Linked DNA regions of Mus musculus: regions 2, 3 and 4 are each linked to region 1. A link is a contact called in public HiChIP or PLAC-seq and promoter capture Hi-C data. All regions are on one chromosome and are shown on one strand. The core of a region is the stretch at or near the end of the contact, and the rest is flanking DNA. Distances in the headings are between cores, read along the strand shown. Region 1 holds the start of Csrnp2 (cysteine-serine-rich nuclear protein 2). Region 2 has its middle 14 kb from the start of Slc4a8. Region 3 holds the start of Galnt6 (polypeptide N-acetylgalactosaminyltransferase 6). Region 4 holds the start of Mettl7a1 (methyltransferase like 7A1).

Region 1 (4,468 bases), core at 1,245-3,744:
ATCATCATCTCCTGGCAAACAGTGTAAGTTTGCTTTTCAACTCAGCCCTCTCTGGTGTGGGCCTGACTTGTTAAAAGACGTACGTAACATGAACGTCCCACCTAGTTCCATACCGCCTAGAAAAACTCTAATTCATCACTATAGTAACCACGAGAACAAGTTCCATATTTTTTTTTTATTCACATTAACATCATCTTAAACCCAAAGTAGAAACCAGTCATTCCCATTGGCTCAACTTCTCCCTTAACCATTGGTAAAAAGATCAATGCCTGAGTTCAAAAAGATACTGTAACCCTCACATGATGGTCTATACATGTAATCCCAGCACTTGTGTGCAGGAGGAGCAGGAGTTCAAGTTTGCAGCTAAGCAAGGCTACAAGAAACCCTGTCTCAACCCCCTCCTACCCCTCCAGTTTATTAAGTTTTATATCTAAGCACTGAAACAGACATAACCAGGGTGAGGCTAGAAACGAGAGTCAGAATACTTAGCTATCTAAATAAACATCTCAACAACAAATAATCTCTCTTTATACAAAAGCTTTTTCATATAACACATTCTGACTGACAACATGCCTTACAGTGTTTTCTGTTTCCAGCTGGACAATTCCCAAAGGGTCATATATAGTTCTCAGCTACAGAACATAGATGACATTAGGCTAGCACCAAATAAAACCAGCATGCATATTTCAGTACTCAGTCTAAGCTTTCTTCAGGCTGATAAGGGCTCAAACCTCAAATCCCAACTTATATAAGAATAGCAAAAATTGGGTGTGGCGAAGCAGGCCCAGTCCCAGCACTAAGGAGACAGAGTCAGGTGAATCTCTGTGAGTTCCAGGCCAGCCAGGGCTACACAGTGGATTCCAAGACAGACAGTGCTATGCAGAGGAGCACTGACCCCAAAATCATCAACAACAAACACAGTTCAGGGGAAACTCTGGACACAGAGAATTCTTGTAAAGCTTGGGTAATGTGAATCTTTTTCCTAAATGACTCCAAAACCCTAACACAGGGGACAATCTTTCCACCCAACTCAAACCCAATATTCTGCCAAAGGTCAAGGAACCTCTTATAGGACTGTGAAGACTACCAGACACTCTGGGGCAGCGAGGCTCCTGTTATACCGCAACACTGTAACACTTGAGTACGATGCCCTACCTTGTTCCCCCTTTCTAAGATACTGTGGGTGATTCGCAAATACTATCTTATGGCTCTACGTGTCCTTGCGATCCCCAAGATCGTGGAAGTGGGAAGACACTCGGTGTAAACCTCCTCCTTAAGCTAGGTATTTAAAGAAGGCCCCTTCCCTCCTCTACTCCCCAGGTTGTCCCCGTTTAGGTTAGAATTCGGCTTCCTACATTAAAGCCACATCCTAGAAGACACAGAGCTTTGTGAGAGACCTGGAACATGATGCCGCATTAACTCTCCTCGGAAGGATATCGCCATTTATAACTCTCCCACACACCAACACCCTGGTTTTGGATATCTGTAAAATTTAAAGCCACCAAAGAAAAGGAGAATGTGAATCGGCTGGGGTTCTAACCACGAAAACTGGAGGACACGGGGAACAGTGTCATCTCTTGGGGATAACTTCTAACCTTTCATACTGAAGAATGGTTTCTGTGTCACACTGTCACTCTCAACCCTTCTAAAAGGGTGAATCAAGACCATAGCACTCAAAGGATGGATGGCAGGCGGCTGCGTGTTTAGGCCTGCGAAAAGGATCAAGCTAGCACCCGGGACAAGTGATGCTCTCATTTTTGCACACAACGCCAGAAAAAATGGGAGACATCGGGAATCAGAGCAGAAGGGACATGCCAAGTCACCAGTTCCCCTCAGCACCGCTGAAGAACCCTTCCGCTCTCAACCCATGGATTCCCGCTAACCTTCCCGCTCATTTCCATCTTCTGCAGTCCCCACAGCCTTCCACATCCTCCTGCCTGCTACTCACAAATTCCCAACCACTCCTCCCACATTTTCCTCCAGGCCCCCTCCCCTTCCTTCACTTCCCTCCATCCTACATCACTGCCCACTCCATTCCGAACTCAGCCGTCAGCCGCAATCCAGCCGGCTTCCAAGCCGCCCATCCATCCCTCGAGCTAGCCTGCAGCCCGACCCGCGTCCCCGGCGCCCCTAGCTCTCACGCCTCTTCCCAGAGGCGCCTCGGCTCCCCGCCCCCCGCCTCCTTAGTCCGCACAGCTCGGCGCCGGAGCGCTGCTCCACGGCTGCCCGAGAACTGCTGCCAGGCAAGGACGAGGCGGACCCCTCCTCCCCGCACCCCAGGCCCATTACCGGCCCCGCCGCAGCCGCTTCTCCCGTCACGGTCTCCGCCGCCCCCGCTGCCTACTCAGCCCGTGTGCAAGGAGGGGAGACCGAGGCGTGCCGGCTCCCAGGCCCGTCGCGTGGCTCTCGGGGCTGCAGGGTGTGTGGGCCGGCCGGCAGGCGGCGGGGGTCGGGCGGCTCTGCACTCTGGCTCCCCGGGCAGCGAAGACCAGAACCGTCCCGGCTCCGGCTAACAATAGGCTCCGGCTGCAGCGCTCTGCCTCTTATAGGCGCCGGCGCGTCGCGGCCGAGGCCCGGGGCAGCCTGGGAAATGGAGTCTACACTTGGCCCACACCCAAGGCATGCCGGGAGTTGGAGGCGGCCAGTGCCCAAAAGCCCTCGCCCACCCTGGAACATTCGCGGCGGACCCCGGAGAGCGCCTGTAGGGCAGTTGCCCGCCTTGAAGCGGGAGGCTGCGGATCCTCGGCTACACTTCCTCGCACCAGAACCTCACCCCATGCCTGGGGAACGTGATTCTCACGGGGTTGTCCCATATGACTTGCTGCAGCTGGCCTAATTTATAAGAGAAATTATGAGCAATGACCTATCTATTTATATGATGGATCGATTTCAACATTTTTCCCACCCCAAACGGGGTCTCTCTACATGGCTCTGGCTGCCCTGGAACTCACACTATTCCAGGCTGGCCTCGAACTGAAGAGATCCACCTGCCTCTGCGTCCTGAATGCTGGATAACGGCGTGCGCCACTATACGGGCTGATTTCTTCACATTCTTAAATTTTTCTTTTCTTTTCTTTTTTTAATTATTGTCTCTGATAATCACAGTTTTGCAGTTCATCTTTAAAGTGGGCAAAATATGGACCAAAAAGTTATAGCTCTGGCTGTCCTGGAACTCACTTTGTAGACAAGGCTGGCCTCAAACTCAGAAATCTGCCTGCCTCTGCCTCCCAAGTGCTGGGATTAAAGGCGTGTGCCACCACGCCCGGCTTACCTTTACAATCTTATGCCAACCAGCCATACGTTGGTTCAGTTAGTAACTATTCAGGTCTTCATATTAGAGAGGTAATACATTACACACACACACACATACACACACACACACACACACACACACACACACACCGTTTGGTTTTGAACAGGGTCTTTTTAGCTCAAGATGGTTTTGAATTTGTTTATTTGAGACAGGGTTTCTCTGTGGCGTTGGCTGTCCTGGAACTCCCTCTGTAGACCAGGCTGGCCTTGAACCCCAAGATCTGCCTGCCTCCCATTTTAAAAGCCTGCTTTAGCTTCTTAAGTACTGGAATGAGAGCCATGATTTGAAATAACTGCTTCTTTTGGTCTCTTTATTTCCTTGGCATCACTACCACTTGTATTTGTTGTTTTTTAGTCTTCTGTCTTGACTGGATTCCATGGAACTTGAATTGAAGAGTTGTTTATTTATTGTATTCTCAATACCAGGTTTTTAAAATCTGGTTATTTGACATTTAGGAGCACAGTGAGTATTTATTGGCTAGGTGGATGCACGACAGGATTAAACTTTATGTAGGGTGTGTGTGTGTGTGTGTGTGTGTGTGTGTGTGCTATTCAAATCTTTTCATGAAAAAAGCGCCATAAGTTCTAAATCCCAGTACATTTTTGCATATGACCAGGAAAATATAAAGCCAGCGCGACTGGCTACAATGTTCTCTCACCTTTGGAGCTGAGACACTGAGCGGCTTTGAAAAAGTGCTATGAATTCCAGTTTTCTTCATTATGTGACAACAGAGACAACACCACAAAGGGAGAAACAGCAGACCATGAAAAAGTGTCTTTAGGATTTCGTGCACCGATCATCTATCTGCTGAAGCTCAGAGGAGACGCGACGAAACCCGGGGGTCCTTAGGCTGCACTGCCTGAAGGTCACCCCGCTTTGCACCCATGTATGCTTGACTCTAAAGAAGCCTGTCTTCCTGAGCACCCACATGGTGGCTTACAGTCATCTGTGACTCCACTTCCAGGGGATCCCTGCTTCTGGTCTGGGCAGGCACTGGCACTCATGTGCACACATACACACACACACATGCACATAATCAAAAATAATGAAAAATAAATCTTAAAACAAACAACCCAGCCTGGTGTGGTGTCATGCTTTTAATTGCAGCACTTGTGAGGCAGAGGCAGGTGGATCTTGGTGAGTTCAAGGCCAGCC
Region 2 (4,468 bases), core at 723-3,222, 250 kb after region 1:
TAATAATAAACGGCTTTTCTGACAGACACATCTGCTCCTGGCAATACCCCTGATCTACTGCAAAGAAGATAGTGGGCATGAAGAACTTCCACGTGTAGTGTGCTTCACATGTGGCAAAGCTAGCCACTTGAGAAAGAACTGCCCTTGCCCCTACTGCTGACAGCATGTTGTCCAAACTGTGGACAAGCAGGACACTGGGACATCAACTGCCCATCTTTGTAGAGATAAGGTAGCCTAGTCCTTCAAAATTCCTGCTTCACAGAAAAGTCTGTCAGATATTCTGGGCCTGTTGATGAAGATGGATGCTCCAAGGATACAGACAGACCTTGGGTGACTGTCCGGGCAGCCAGCAGACTCTGACATTTCTATAGTTTGAAAGCTACTTGCTCTGTACCTCCTGTTTACTCCGGTGATATTCATCCTTGCCAGGTCTCTGATAGAGTTGAAGACTAGATAGTAACATCTCACAGTTAAGCCTAAGTTGTTTAGGAGTTAAGAAAATGTTTTAGGGCCTAAAAAGATGTTTTAAAGGTGTTAAATGCAAGACAGTGATTTACGTGCAAAACTTTGGGCTCACCGGGAAAGGACTGATAGTGGAGTGCCTTCTCCAAGGTTACCAAATACATATGAACAGGAGATTGTAAATATAATTCTTACTTGACAGTTCTCATAATTTGTTTATATTAATAGTCTATTAATATTAGAGAAAATGTCATTTTTTAAGATTAAAATGGGGAAAGGCAGTGAGAATTTTGGTTTCTTTAAAAACTCAGTTATGTTGTGTGAGTATGTTTTTGTTTTACTCTCAGGTGTGGGATAAGAGGCTGCTTCGCAGCAGGTGATTGTCATTTGCGTCATGCACTGGCGGGGCATACACTAGCTTCAGCTAGTTTAACTCTGGGGACTCTGGAGAGGCTATAAATGGGAGACCTGAGAGGCCCTGTGGCAGCAGCTGCTGCCCCTGCTGCTGCATTTGCTGTGGTGTTTGCTGTTGCTGGATTGCGGTACTGCTGGATATTTTGACGATGAAGATTGGATTTGCCCCCAGGGAACCCAACACCCTTAATAAACAGGACGTAGTCTAAAGAGGTCTACCCTCCCTTTCCCCTCTAACTTTCTTTCTTTCCTACTTGGTGTTGTAAGGGATTAGGGTGGAATAAACTTTGGAAGGGAATCAGAGATAAAAGGACACAATAGTATTTAAAACAAAACAAAACAAAAAAACAAAAACAAAGCAAAAAAAAAAAAAAAAACCCAGCCAACAGTCCACTTTGATTTTTGAGACAGGGTTTCTCACTAGCTTGGAACATACCAAGAACACTAGAGAACTTGTCTGCCTCCTGAGCTCCTGCTACCAGTGTGGCTCCTCCCACTCCTCCAGCCTTCAGGGTTCTGGGTTATCTAACTCAGCCGCTTATCATTGCAGGGCAAATACTTTAACCACTGAGCCGCCCTCAGGGTCTGACCTAACCCCCACCCCACCCCACCCCACCCCAGTCCCGGCTAGTCCCACCCCCGTCCCGGCTAGTCCCACCCCAGTCCCGGCTAGTCCCACCCCCGTCCCGGCTAGTCCCACCCCCGTCCCGGCTAGTCCCACCCCCCGTCCCGGCTAGTCCCACCCCCGTCCCGGCTAGTCCCACCCCCGTCCCGGCTCGTCCCTTTCAGAAAGAGTGCTTAAGCCGATGTGTGGATGTATTTTTCTCTATTCCCCGCCCCCCAACCCCCAATGGATTAAGTTCTTATACTGAGATCTTTGATCCATTTGGGGTGATTTCTGTACAGTATGAGGGGACTGTTTTCAGTCTTCTCTGTGTGGATATCCAGTTTTTTCTGGTGTTATTTGTTTTGAAGTTGTCTTTTATCTGAGTGTTTTATGGCTTGTTTGTCATACTAACGGCTGCTACAGCAGCACCCCTGCGAACACTGCCTGCCTGTCTGTTTTGGCTCCCGTATCAAGCTGTTTTTGTTACTTTGTAGTAGAACATGACCATACTTCCAGAGTCAGCCTTTTCATCGGACATTCGTCTATGGTGTCTATTTGTCTTTGGTGCTTGTTATCATTCCTTCTAGTCTCCGCCCCACAGTTACCTGGCAACAGCTCAATATAAATGGGGCTGCTTGCCCCTTCCTAGCTCTCTTACTCTCTGCCCCTTCTCTCCCTGCCGCTCTCCCTCTCTCCCCACCCTCCTCCTCCCTCTCTCCACGTCTTCCTGGCCAGTTCCACCCCCCCTCCCGCCTTTCTCTATCTCCCCTCCCTCCTCAACTCCCCTTCCCATGCCCTAAATAAACTCTGTTCCATACTATATCTGTTTATATATCTGGTACCTCAGGGGGAAGGGATGTCTTAGCATGGGCCGCAAAGGCGCCCTCTTCCACCTCACCATACCCAGCTCTAGCAAACATATCCTGGCGCTCTCTCTCGCTCTCTCTCTCTCTCTCTCTCTCTCTCATAAAACACAACATTGCTTATGCATTTTAGAATCTTTTTTCTATTTCTCAGAAGATTGGCACTGGCATTTTGATGAGAATTCCATTGAATGGTTGAAATTTGTTTGTTTCTAGCACTTCGAACTAAAAGAGTCTGACCAAAAATAACAATAACACCTATACTAACATTGCTCTTGAGAAGTCGATTACAAACAGTAAAGAGAGCCATGTACACTCAAGTTCAGGCCCAGAAGAGAGAAAGCAGGCAGAAGCGTCTTTGAAATGTGTCAGGAATGATTGATGTTTCCAGGGGCGTAGGAAAGGATCTTGGGAGCTGAGTGGTGACTACTGGACCAGTGTGGAAATGTTGCCAGGATGACCTGCTGTCCTAGGCTGTGAACCAAGCAAATTCCCAGGTAAGTCTTAATGATAGTTGGAAGTCCAGAGAGCTGGAGGCTTTTCTGCTGTGATCGGAGATGGTCTTCAAAACAGAAAGCAAGAGGTTGAGCTAGGACATCAAGAGTCTGCCTACTATAAGAGGCTGGGCCAGGACATCCAAGAGTCTGCCTACTGTAAGAGGCTGAGCCAGGACATTCAAGAGGCTGCCTACTGTAAGAGGTTGAGCCAGGACATTCAAGAGGCTGCCTAAGTCCCTGGGGGGTGGAGGATGGAGGTGCCCCTGCAAATGGCTGACAGCTAAATGATCCAACAGTGTCAAGAAGAAAATCTAGTTCAGCACAGCCTAGAATGGCCTGGGCTGGTTCAAAGCCCCAGAGTCTGACCCTGAGCGGTTTATTTTTGACATACTTCGAGAAAAGTTTCCTCCTGACAGTTATCACAGCAAAGCCTGAGACACACAACTACATCAAAACTCCTTTGCAAAGGGCATGTCTTTTGCAAAGCACGAGTGACCTCTTCTATACGAACTTGTTCTAGGGCTGGAGAGATGGCTCAGCAGTTAAGAGCACTGACTGTTCTTCCAGAGGTCCTGAGTTCAATTCCCAGCAATCACATGGTGCCTCACAACCATCTGTAATCCTCTTCTGGTGTGTTTGAGGACAGCTACAGTGTGCATAAAATAAATCTTAAAAAAGAAAAAAAGAAAGAAAGAGAGAGAGAGAAAGAAAGAGTTGGTTCTATTGCTAGAGAGACAACACTCGGGAGTCTGGAAGGTTCAGAGGAGGTCTGGCTCTATAGGTAGTAAAAGACCACCAGGCTATAAACACCACCCACGCCCAGCCTTTTTTGTGGAAAACAGGTGAAAAACCCTTCTCTGAGAGAGAAAATTGTGGGTGGATAACATTCCTGTTTTCTCTAGTGCTTATCTGGGAACCCAGGAGAACCTTGTGCCGTCTCTACCTCAGGGTGTGCTACAGGGCAATCTCTTGCTTTGAGAAATAACCGGCTCAATTTCTCTAGGAGTGCAGGCTCAGCCCTGCTGCCTTTCTGTGGAACTTCTTATTCCCTGAAGCCCTTGTGAGGGTCTTCTCTATGGTACACAAGCATCCCTGCATCCCTGCTGCAACTTGCTTTGTGAATATCTGTGGTCCTGCCTGTTAACTGTTCTCTCTCTCTCTCTCTCTCTCTCTCTCTCTCTCTCTCTCTCTCTCTCTCTCTCTCTCTCTCTCTCTCTCTCTCATGCTGTCCAGAGCCTTATGTATGTTTCTTTGGTAGTCAGGGCGTTTCCAGTCTTTCTCTGAAACTTAAACCCAACCTCACCCGCTTTGCACTTTCTGCTGTGTGGCTGCTTTGCAAACAGCATGGCTCTCTCTTCCTCTTCTTTTCCCTCCTGCCCACAGCTGCTGGGATTTACAGCCTGCTTGCCTTGGTGCTTTTCTTTGTAAACTCTTAACAAAATTGACCTCAAACTAAACAACAGAAACAGGAAAACAAAACCCAAAATGCTGTTCTTAATGTTTTTGAGTCACATTACATGAGTAAATGTTATCTGAAAAAAAAAATGTGAAAAACTCTGGCCTTTATTAGTTAGAGGGTCAATTGCAGATAATGAATGGTAGAGAGAGGACCTGCTCAGAAAAAC
Region 3 (4,468 bases), core at 1,329-3,828, 230 kb after region 1:
CACAGAGCTCTCAGGTGCCAGCAGAATCTTTCTCAAAGCCCTTTTCTCCCTGGGTTGAACCCATCGTTGTTTACCACGCAAGCCTTTCTCCAGCACAATTACAGCATTGAGATACACACAGAGACAGGCACTGCCCTGCACTCGACCTCTTGCTGATTCAAATCCTCACACATCCAGTCCACTGGGGACGGACATTTCGGGCCTTTCCAGAAGAAATGCTGAGGCTATCCGACGAGCCAAGTTCGCCTAAGCTCTGGCACAGCCATTACTGGGTTCCTCTGGTCCTGAACACTTACTGGGGTACTCAGCCTCACTTCTGGAGCTGGAGATGATGGGATACGTCCGTCAGACCCGGGGAATGTTTAGGGCAATGCTACCTTACCTTCGGTTTTTCAAGAAAAAGAAGGCATTGGCTCCAAGGACTCAGACTATGATCCGCTGCACTCTTGTCACCCAGGCTCACCCTAGACACCTGGGCTCAAGCAACCTTGCCTCAACCTCCTGAGTAGCTGAGCTGTAGTGGTGACACACTCCTTTAGTCTCAGCACTTAGGGGGTGGGGGATGGGGCGATGATGAGCAGAAGCAGGAAGATCTCTGTGAGCAGGAACTCAGCCTGGTCTACACAGTGAGTTCCACCTAGTCCAGCCTGGTCTACACAGTGAGTTCCATCTAGTCCAGCCTGGTCTACACAGTGAGTTCTAGGCCAATCTGGGCTATGAAGAGAGAACCTGTCTCAAAGCACAAAGATGGAATAAAAAATCAAACCAAAGTCTCACCCAAGTTATATTTTGTTTTCTTTGGTCTTGACTTTTGCATTGAGACAGAGTCTTATAGTCCAGGCTGGCTTCAAACTCAACACGTAGCCAAGGATGAGCTTGAACCTTGGGTTTTCCTGCTTCCACCTCTTAAATGCTGGCATTACAGACACGGGCCACCATGCCCAGTTTATCCAGTGCTGGAGACTGGAACCAGAGCCTTATGCACACAGCTAGGCAAGACCAGAGGCTAAACTCACACTCAGGGTTGTCCGTCCAAAGCCACGACACATCTTATGTTCAGTTGGTCCCTAAAGCCCTTGCACCTTCTCATTTGCTCCCCGCCCCGCCCTGGAATGTTTACGTGGCGATGTGGCCAAGGTTCTGCAGCTACATTAGTGGCAGAGCTGAGTCAGCCACCTGTAGCCTTCATTATATACACCACAGCCTTCCCTACGAACAGCTGAGGACAGGGCCCCTCCCAAACCCGACTTCTGTTCTAGGCAGTGCAAACAGGACTCAGCCTATGGTTAGATCTCGGGTCTGGGTTTCTCCCAGTTGAACGTGGACGAAGACAGTTCTGATCTCAGAGGGCACCTGACACCCAGGGGGCCTCCCTTTCGCTGGGCTCTTGTGTATGCTGGAGGCAGTGCCAGCTGTGGGTAGTAATTACTCAGTACCCAGTCTCTTTCAGAGTTTCGATTGCTGTGGGGTCCTGGTATCCCCACCTCTGGGTTCTTTAAAGCACAGGGCGTCCATGAGGACACGGAGCCTGCGATGATGCAGGCTGCCCTTGGACAATCTGAATGAAGAGTATTTCAAAACCTTGATCTAGTCATCATATGAATTTGCCTATCTCATCCTTCTTAGCTTTTCTCTGCCAAGCAGGGAAACAGCTGTCCTGTCAGGAGAGCCCGGCCTATGTAATACACACACACACACACACACACCTGTGGTGAAGCGAAGGTAGCCCTGGAGGCTCTTTGGTGTGTCTGTCATTAACCTCAGTCATTGTAGGGATGAGCTCAGAGTGCAACCTTACAGCTCTCCCTGGAACCACTGTGGCGATTACGGCTCAAGACCCGGCCGGGTTCCTTTTTGTGCTTTGAGACAAGCAATCGCCAGCAGTGTCCACAAAATCAGGCGAGCCCTCTGCAGTGGTCTGGAGTCTCTAGATGACTGGCTTTTGGGCAAGTAGCAGGAGGATTCTCCTTTCTGTCATCACGAGGGAGGGAGAATCAGGAAGTTGGTGGTGACAGTCACAGTCATACACTCTACACAATACCACAGAACTCCGTCCCCCACTCCTCCAAAGCGCTAAGCATCCAAGGGGAGATCAATCAGGAAAGGACTCTGAGGGGCCCCCCACCCCCCACCAATGAGGCTTCTCCTGGTTTGTCCCTTCTGTTCAGGGTATGGCAGGAAGGAGTCCCAACGCTTGAGCACACGAGGTGGTCAAATCGGGGGAGGCACACAGTAGGCACCGGGGCGAGAGCGAGGAGAAGAGGGATTCCGGGGCTCCCAGTTCGCCCCTCAGCTTCTTAACCGCAGAGGTGAAGGGGTCTCACCGCGAGAGACGCTAGATGGCACCGCGCGGGGCAAAAAGCGAAGGCATGGGGGATGAGTCTGGCTCAGCCCCTTCATCTCACTGAGGGGGGTGGGGGAGGGGACGGCTGGGAGGGAGTCCCGGAGGAGCACGGGGCTGCCAGGTCCGAGGGCACCATGGGGTCGCGACCCGTTGCTGCTTACCTACCGCGCCGAGGCAAAGCCGCTGCCGCTGCCGCTGCCGCCGAGCTGCTCGTGGGTTTCCCGACGGGGCGACCGGGAGGGCGGGTCCAGGGCGGGTCCTGTCGAGGATGACGCCCCGCCCCGCTCGGGCAGGTGCTGTGACTCCGCTCCCAACCCCGGCATGCGAGGCCGCTCACGTTGGGTGCACGGTCCGAGGCCAGACTGCATCGCGGGCAGCTCCACCCCAGGGCACCGCCACCCCATGTCACCGCCACCCAAGGCCACCCGCATCCCAGGCCATCGCCACTCCAAGCCACCTGCTCCGCAGGGCGAGAGCAGCAAGCCACGGTGTGCAACGTGCTGGCTCGGTGGCGGAGGGGCTGCGGACCTCAGAGCCCGAGGCCAGCAGCTCTCAGGGCGGGCTGGGCGGCAGCGAGCCCCGAGGCTCTGTCCCAGGCGTCTGAGGTTGTGAACAGATAACTTCCCCTCCCATCTAACTGCCAACTGGCAAGTGCCCGGCCTCACCCAGCCAAATCCCAGCCTCAGTACCTAACTCCTGCTATCCAAGGGTAGGGTCAGTGGGAGGTTGCCGAGTGAGGTTCAGAAATGCGGTCCGGACACGCAGAACACCTTCGAGGTGGTTAGAAATGCAGATTTAGGTTTGGCACAATCCTAAAACCTAGCTCCGGAAGGCGGAGGCAGGGAGATCTTGAGTTCCAGGCCAACCTGAGCTACATAGGAGATCGCGTCTCAATAAATACAAATAAATATATAAATAACAAAAATTACTTAAACTCGCGTCTGATTCTGAGTCGTCCTGCCACCTAGACAGTGGCTGCTCATGGGTTCTGAGCCTACCATCCTGACGTAATTTTCTTATCCTAGTTCTGAATTCCTGGTGATTTGGAAACTTTCTTTTCGTGTGGTTTTAAAGAAGGGTTTTATTTACTCATTTATATGCATGTGGCCCTCCTAGCACACAGCCAGAGGTGTAATCCCTCAGAGCTGGTTAGAGGCAGATGCCTGGCTTTACAGGGGTGATGGGACCTGAACCCCGAGCTATACAGCAGTGAGCAGCAATTGCTCTTCACCAACAAACCATCTCTCCAGCCCTCATGTGTGTTTTCTGAGAAAGAGTCTCAAGTGGACAAAGGTAGTCTTGAACTCCCTACATAATATAGTTGAGTTTTGGCTTTTTTAAAAAAAAAAAAAACTACTTTATTAGGTTCTTATACGTCTACCTCCCGACTTTTATTACAAACCCCAACAGTAGGTTGGAGAGAAAGAAGTTAGAGGAGAAAGGGGGTGTATATAGACTACTTCTTGATGATTAGGGGTTCTGGTTCTCTGGGGCAAGATAGATAGGTATAGACACACACACAACACACACACACACACTCATTCCCACAACATAACTGGGTTTTAAAAGAAACCAAAATTCTCCATAGACTCGAGGATGGCCTTGTGCTCCTGATCCTCTGGCCTCGGCGTCTGCAGCTCTGAGATTACAGAAGTGATGTACCATGATCCCCAAGTTCGGATGCTTTCTGGTAGACATTGATCCCAGCATTTCGGAAGCAGGAGGATGCAGGAGGATCTGTGGCTGCAGACAACACAGTGAAAGGAAGCTTGAGATGAATATCGATACTCTGCCTCCAAAAAACAAACAAACACCACGGGGGGGGGGGGGGGAAATGGAATGGATCTTTCTGTTTTGGTTGATGTTAAAATGGCTTTGCAGTTTTGAGTCTCTAAGGCTCAGGGGCCAGGACCCAGCACCCCTGTCGTTGAATTGAGCGCTCAGAGGGGACCAGAGGCATTCTGGGAAGGCCAGGAGATCACAGCGGGGAAGTTTACTGAGCTTGCTTACTTAGGTGAAGGGTGACACTTTACCAGGCTTTGGGATCACCAACATTTCCTGCTGCAGATAATGGGCCGCCGCTGTCTTTGCTTCTCGTCCCTTGGGTGTGAGACTCGGTGGTTT
Region 4 (4,468 bases), core at 1,096-3,595, 190 kb before region 1:
GTAAGTACACTGTAGCTGTCTTCAGACGTACCAGAAGAGGGTGTCAGATCTCATTACGGATGGTTGTGAGCCACCATGTGGTTGCTGGGATTTGAACTCAGGACCTTCGGAAGAGCAGTCAATGCTGTTAACCGATGAGCCATCTCTCCAGCCCCCAAAGCAGTTGTTTTTGTTTTTTGTTTTTTGGTGTAGTTTTTTGTTTTTGTTTTGTTTTTGTTTTGGTGTAGTTTATCCCCCATCTCCAGTTGTCTGATGCAGCTCATCTGAGAATTAGTGTTGTTCTATTAGCTGAATACCATTCTGTAATGAAAAAAATTTTTTTTAAAACATGCAACTGTTTTGTTAATATTCTGAACGAGTCTAAGTAAATACATTTTTATTAAAAAAAAAAAATGAGGGCTGGTGAGATGGCTCAGTGGTTAAGAGCACTGACTGCTCTTCCAGAGGTCATGAATTCAAATCCCAGCAACCACATGATGGCTCACAACCATGCTTAATGAGAAACAAACAAAACAAAACAACCAAAACAACAACAACAAAAACCCTATGGGCCAGAGTGAGTGGGGCCGGAGCAAAAGTTTGGGGGGGTGGAGGGGGAAAAAATTAAGGTGGAGAAATTAAAACATTCTGCCTCTACACATATATGCATGTACTCCAGTACACCCATGTGTGCACACACACATGTGGAATAGTTGGTGTAATGTTCCTGGTTGGTTGGGTTTTTTTTGACAGGTCTCTCTCTTCTATAGTCCTGAGAGGAGTACTGTGGAACTCACTGTACATGCTAGGCTAACCTTGAACTCATAACATCTGCCTGCCTCTGTCAGTTCTGGGATTAAGCTGTGTGCCACCAGGCCAGGCTGTTGTATTTGTAACACGTGTAGGGTATATAAAATATGAGTAGACTTTAGCATATGTGTAGGGTATATTAAATATGAGTAGACATTAAAACCTTCATACACACCTCTTTTTGGATTAGGGATCAGTGACAGAGTATTTCCCTGGCTTGTGTAAACCCCTCAGTATCACCTATTCTACCTCCAAATACAAGAATTAAAACAGAACCCAGCTCAGCCAGTGCCTACCACTCCTGTTTCAGGATATGAGTTTTTCCCCTCTGCATGCTGCCGACACCTGATATGAATATCAGATGGCTATGCTAGCCTCAGGTCCATCTCCTCTGGAAACCAGCAGTGACTTTCTTGATCTGACTCGCTGAAGATTCTGAATAGTTTCCTAAATCTTCTAGTTATGTCTGTTCCCACTGTCATTCACACATCAAAAGCACTCAAGTCTTATGTAGAATCATAGAATCACGTTGACAGTTCTTAACTCGATTACCACCTGTAAGACCATATGTGAAATATGGAAGCAAACAATTTAAAAAGTAATTTATCTTCTTTGTGAATTTATGACTCAAAAAACAATTCCCGAAATCAGTGCAGCTGGGCATTGTGACAGAGATCTGCCATCTCAGCGCTGCTTGAGAAGTCGCAGAGGGATCAAGAGAATTCAAGGCCGGCTGGGGCTAAGGAGCAAGACCCAGAAAAAAACCCCAACCAAAAAGACTGGAGATTGAAGCTATTTTATAAAGCCCATCAGAAGCCAAACGGGGACTATCCTGAGCACCTCTACTTTAAATGGGCGGAGTTACATAATAACCAAGCATAAGATTGGCAGTTGCGTTTTAAACTGTCAAACAGCTCAAAACAGTGACACAGCAAAGATCCTTCAGATGAATAATTAACTTATGAAAGGCTCAGTTCAGAATGGGAACTGAGAAACTGTTGGGTGAGTCTTGGCAGGGTTTCCTTTCACTTCCTTTACACAAAAACAGGTTTTGGGGCGGTGTGTGGTGGGAAGAGGAGAAGGGAAGAATAAGCCTGCGATGAAAAGGGGTCTCGGCTGCCATCTTCCCTGGTGCGCTGACCTGCTCCTCTTCCTAAAAAAGGCTTGGGTGGGTGATGCGAAAGTACACACTGTGCACTAGCCAACCGCGGCCGGAAACTAGCTGCAGCCTCCAGACCCAAACAAAGCCAGGCAGGACCAGGGTCAGGGTTCAGGCTGCAACCTTCCAAAGGGATGGGGGGTGGGGGGGGAAGGTGGCAGTCTTGGATCACTGAGCCGGCCAACTGCTAGCCGGCCGGTGGGGTTAGGGTGGGGGTGGGATGGACGGTGTGGGAGTCAGGCCGCAATCGGAGCCCTACCCGGCTCTGCTATTTTGGTTCCCCCCCCCCCCCCCCCCCCCCCCCCCCCGCTCAGCCGGCGCCTCCTTCCTCTCTGATTGGCTCTGGAGCGAGGCCAGGAGCCTGCGCTCTCCTTCCCCAGGAGACACTTCTGGGGAAGCAGTAGCCCTTTCTCCTCTACTCGCAAAGATGACGCTTGCCGTCCTGGCCCTGCGGCTGGTGGTCTGTACCCTGGCGCTTCCCATGTTTCTGCTGAACCTTCTAGGCTTGTGGAGCTGGGTATGCAAAAAGTGCTTTCCCTACTTCCTGAAGCGATTCTCCGTGATGTACAATGAGCAGATGGCGAGCCAAAAGCGGGAGCTCTTCAGCAATCTGCAGGAGTTCGCCGGCCCCTCGGGGAAGCTGACTCTGCTGGAGGTGGGCTGCGGCACCGGAGCCAACTTCAAGTTCTATCCCCCCGGGTGCAGGGTCACTTGTATCGACCCCAACCCCAACTTCGAGAAGTTCTTGTTCAAGAGCGTCGCAGAGAACCGGCAGCTGCAGTTCGAGCGCTTCGTGGTGGCAGCCGGGGAGGACATGCACCAGGTGACCGATGGCTCTGTGGACGTGGTGGTCTGCACCCTGGTGCTGTGCTCGGTGAAGAACCAGGAGAAGATTCTGCGTGAGGTGTGCCGAGTGCTGAAGCCGGTGAGTGGCAGGAGTGAGGACTGGCTAGCTGCAGCTAGGAGTGAGGGTGCTCCTATCAGTTTCGGGTGGATTCTAAACCAAAACAAACAAACAAACAAACAACAAAGCAAAACAAAACAAAAATACCAAATGACTCCAGAAGAATTTTGCAAAAGAGAGTAAGGGCTGACAAATCAGAATCTAGAAAGTTCTAAACTGCCAAAGGGGGAAGAGCCTGTGGAGAGTTTAGATGTCAAACTTGGTAAAGAAGCTCCCAGAAACAGCTGAGGGGTCACCCACTCATTCAAACAAACAAAAAAAAACCTTCCAAGTCCCGGCAGGCAATGGGAAGCAGAGGCAGGTGGATCTCTGGAAGCTCGAGGGCTCGGTTGCCAGCGATGCACAGAGACCATGTCTCCAAAATAAAACAAGCAAAATTTACAGGTCACTAAGGATACTGGTTCTGTGTTTTGAAATGGGTCAGGGAAAAAGATGAGCAACTGGGCAGGAACCAGAGTATAAACTAAAGCAGACAATCATGAGACAGACTGTAAGGCCGTGTTTGCTTCGGACAGTCTCAGAGACTCACAGTCTATAGTGCTGGGGGCAGGGAGGGGGTATCTGGTAAGGACCCCCTCATACAGGAAGGGGCTTGGAAGCCTCATTGAGAAACATCAAAACATCAAGTGAATGCACTATCTCTATTAGAGATTCATCTATAGCTACACATATGTAAAACACGTCCACCCAAGGGTGCTCTCTTTCTCTCTCTCTCTCTCTTAAGATTTATTTGTTTTATGTATGTGAGTACACTTGTAGCTGTCCTCAGACACATCAGAAGAGGGCATTGGATAGCATTACAGATGGTTGTGAGCCACCATGTGGTTGCTGGGATTTGAACTCAGAACCTCTGAAAGAGGAGTCAGTGCTCTTAACCATGTCTCCAGCACCCCCTCCCCCACCCCCCCAAGGATGATCATTAAAGAAGCATTTGCAGTACTGCAAACTGGAAAGAGACCATGTGTGGATGGGAGCTTATCACCCTCAGGAACTCTGTAACAATTACAAACATCAAGAGCTGGGTGTGGCAAACCACACATAGAAACCCACTGACAGTCTCAGGATCTCAGAGGGTGAGAAGGATGCGAAGGCAAGCCTGGGCTATACACGGAGATCAAGGCCAGCCTGAATTATATAGGAAAATCTTATCAGAAATCAAAACAAACAAAAACTTTAAAAAAATCCACCCAACAGAAAGAAACAACAAACAAACAAAGCATTCAAGACGACTGATCTCTCCAGGCTAGAAAAGAGAAAGGTGCGGAGGAAATAATGTTAACCTGTTCACGACAAAGGTAGGAACAGGGGTTACAGCCAGGGAGCTGAACTCTGTGCAGCCAAGAGCAACAGCCACTTTGAGCCTTTCTAGTAGTCTGAAGAAATTCTTTGTACTTGTGACTATCAGGTTAAATGGGTTTGTTTTGAACAAAGCTGAACTTGAAGTGTGATAATCTTAATGTTTCAGCTTATTGATTTGAGAACTTGTAGGGAGGTGACACTGACACATATGCACACTCCCACATAATACAGTCATACATACACACATACACACTCAC

Evidence for each region. Promoter capture Hi-C pulls out the DNA fragments that hold promoters and counts their contacts. HiChIP or PLAC-seq counts read pairs in DNA pulled down with a chosen protein or histone mark. Capture Hi-C pulls out chosen DNA fragments and counts their contacts.
Region 2: a contact with region 1 is called in a promoter capture Hi-C map of fetal liver, with 2.7 times the contacts expected there. The contact joins the enhancer-like site here to the promoter of Csrnp2 in region 1. A contact is called at or near these places in 23 of 39 promoter capture datasets (the 3T3-L1 cell line, 3T3-L1-derived adipocytes, the C10 cell line and 15 more), 3 of 484 Hi-C or Micro-C datasets (CD8 T cells, the N1E-115 cell line and double positive thymocytes), 3 of 115 datasets of contacts at active chromatin or transcription factors (bone marrow-derived macrophages and embryonic stem cells) and 3 of 9 other capture datasets (adipose tissue, liver and pancreatic islet).
Region 3: a contact with region 1 is called in an H3K4me3 HiChIP or PLAC-seq map of embryonic stem cells, with 4 times the contacts expected there. The contact joins the promoter of Galnt6 here to the promoter of Csrnp2 in region 1. A contact is called at or near these places in 9 of 39 promoter capture datasets (the 3T3-L1 cell line, the C10 cell line, cranial neural crest and 4 more), 1 of 484 Hi-C or Micro-C datasets (double positive thymocytes), 6 of 115 datasets of contacts at active chromatin or transcription factors (effector CD8 T cells, embryonic stem cells and stem cell-derived neural progenitor cells) and 4 of 9 other capture datasets (adipose tissue, liver, macrophages and 1 more).
Region 4: a contact with region 1 is called in a promoter capture Hi-C map of adipose tissue. The contact joins the promoter of Mettl7a1 here to the promoter of Csrnp2 in region 1. A contact is called at or near these places in 2 of 39 promoter capture datasets (fetal liver and hematopoietic stem and progenitor cells), 1 of 115 datasets of contacts at active chromatin or transcription factors (effector CD8 T cells) and 3 of 9 other capture datasets (adipose tissue, liver and pancreatic islet).

The regions. Positions count from the first base shown.
Region 1 is chr15:100,492,745-100,497,212 of GRCm38.p6, forward strand. Csrnp2 (cysteine-serine-rich nuclear protein 2) reads right to left here and starts at 2,495. Exons shown (of 5, transcript NM_153407.2): 1 at 2,290-2,495.
Region 2 is chr15:100,745,744-100,750,211 of GRCm38.p6, forward strand. No RefSeq gene overlaps it. Among named protein-coding and RNA genes, the nearest start is that of Slc4a8, 14 kb to the right of the region's middle. Within about 2 kb of position 1,973, at least 111 of the 459 cell types and tissues checked have an H3K27ac peak or open chromatin away from gene starts, as enhancers often do. A contact at or near this core is called in CD8 T cells, the N1E-115 cell line, bone marrow-derived macrophages and 2 more, where this site is marked.
Region 3 is chr15:100,726,798-100,731,265 of GRCm38.p6, forward strand. Galnt6 (polypeptide N-acetylgalactosaminyltransferase 6) reads right to left here and starts at 2,579. Exons shown (of 12, transcript NM_001161767.1): 1 at 2,506-2,579. It overlaps I730030J21Rik (RIKEN cDNA I730030J21 gene), which reads right to left. Exons shown (of 3, transcript NR_045782.1): 3 at 3,708-4,087.
Region 4 is chr15:100,302,472-100,306,939 of GRCm38.p6, forward strand. Mettl7a1 (methyltransferase like 7A1) reads left to right here and starts at 2,346. Exons shown (of 2, transcript NM_027334.3): 1 at 2,346-2,873. The coding sequence starts at 2,376.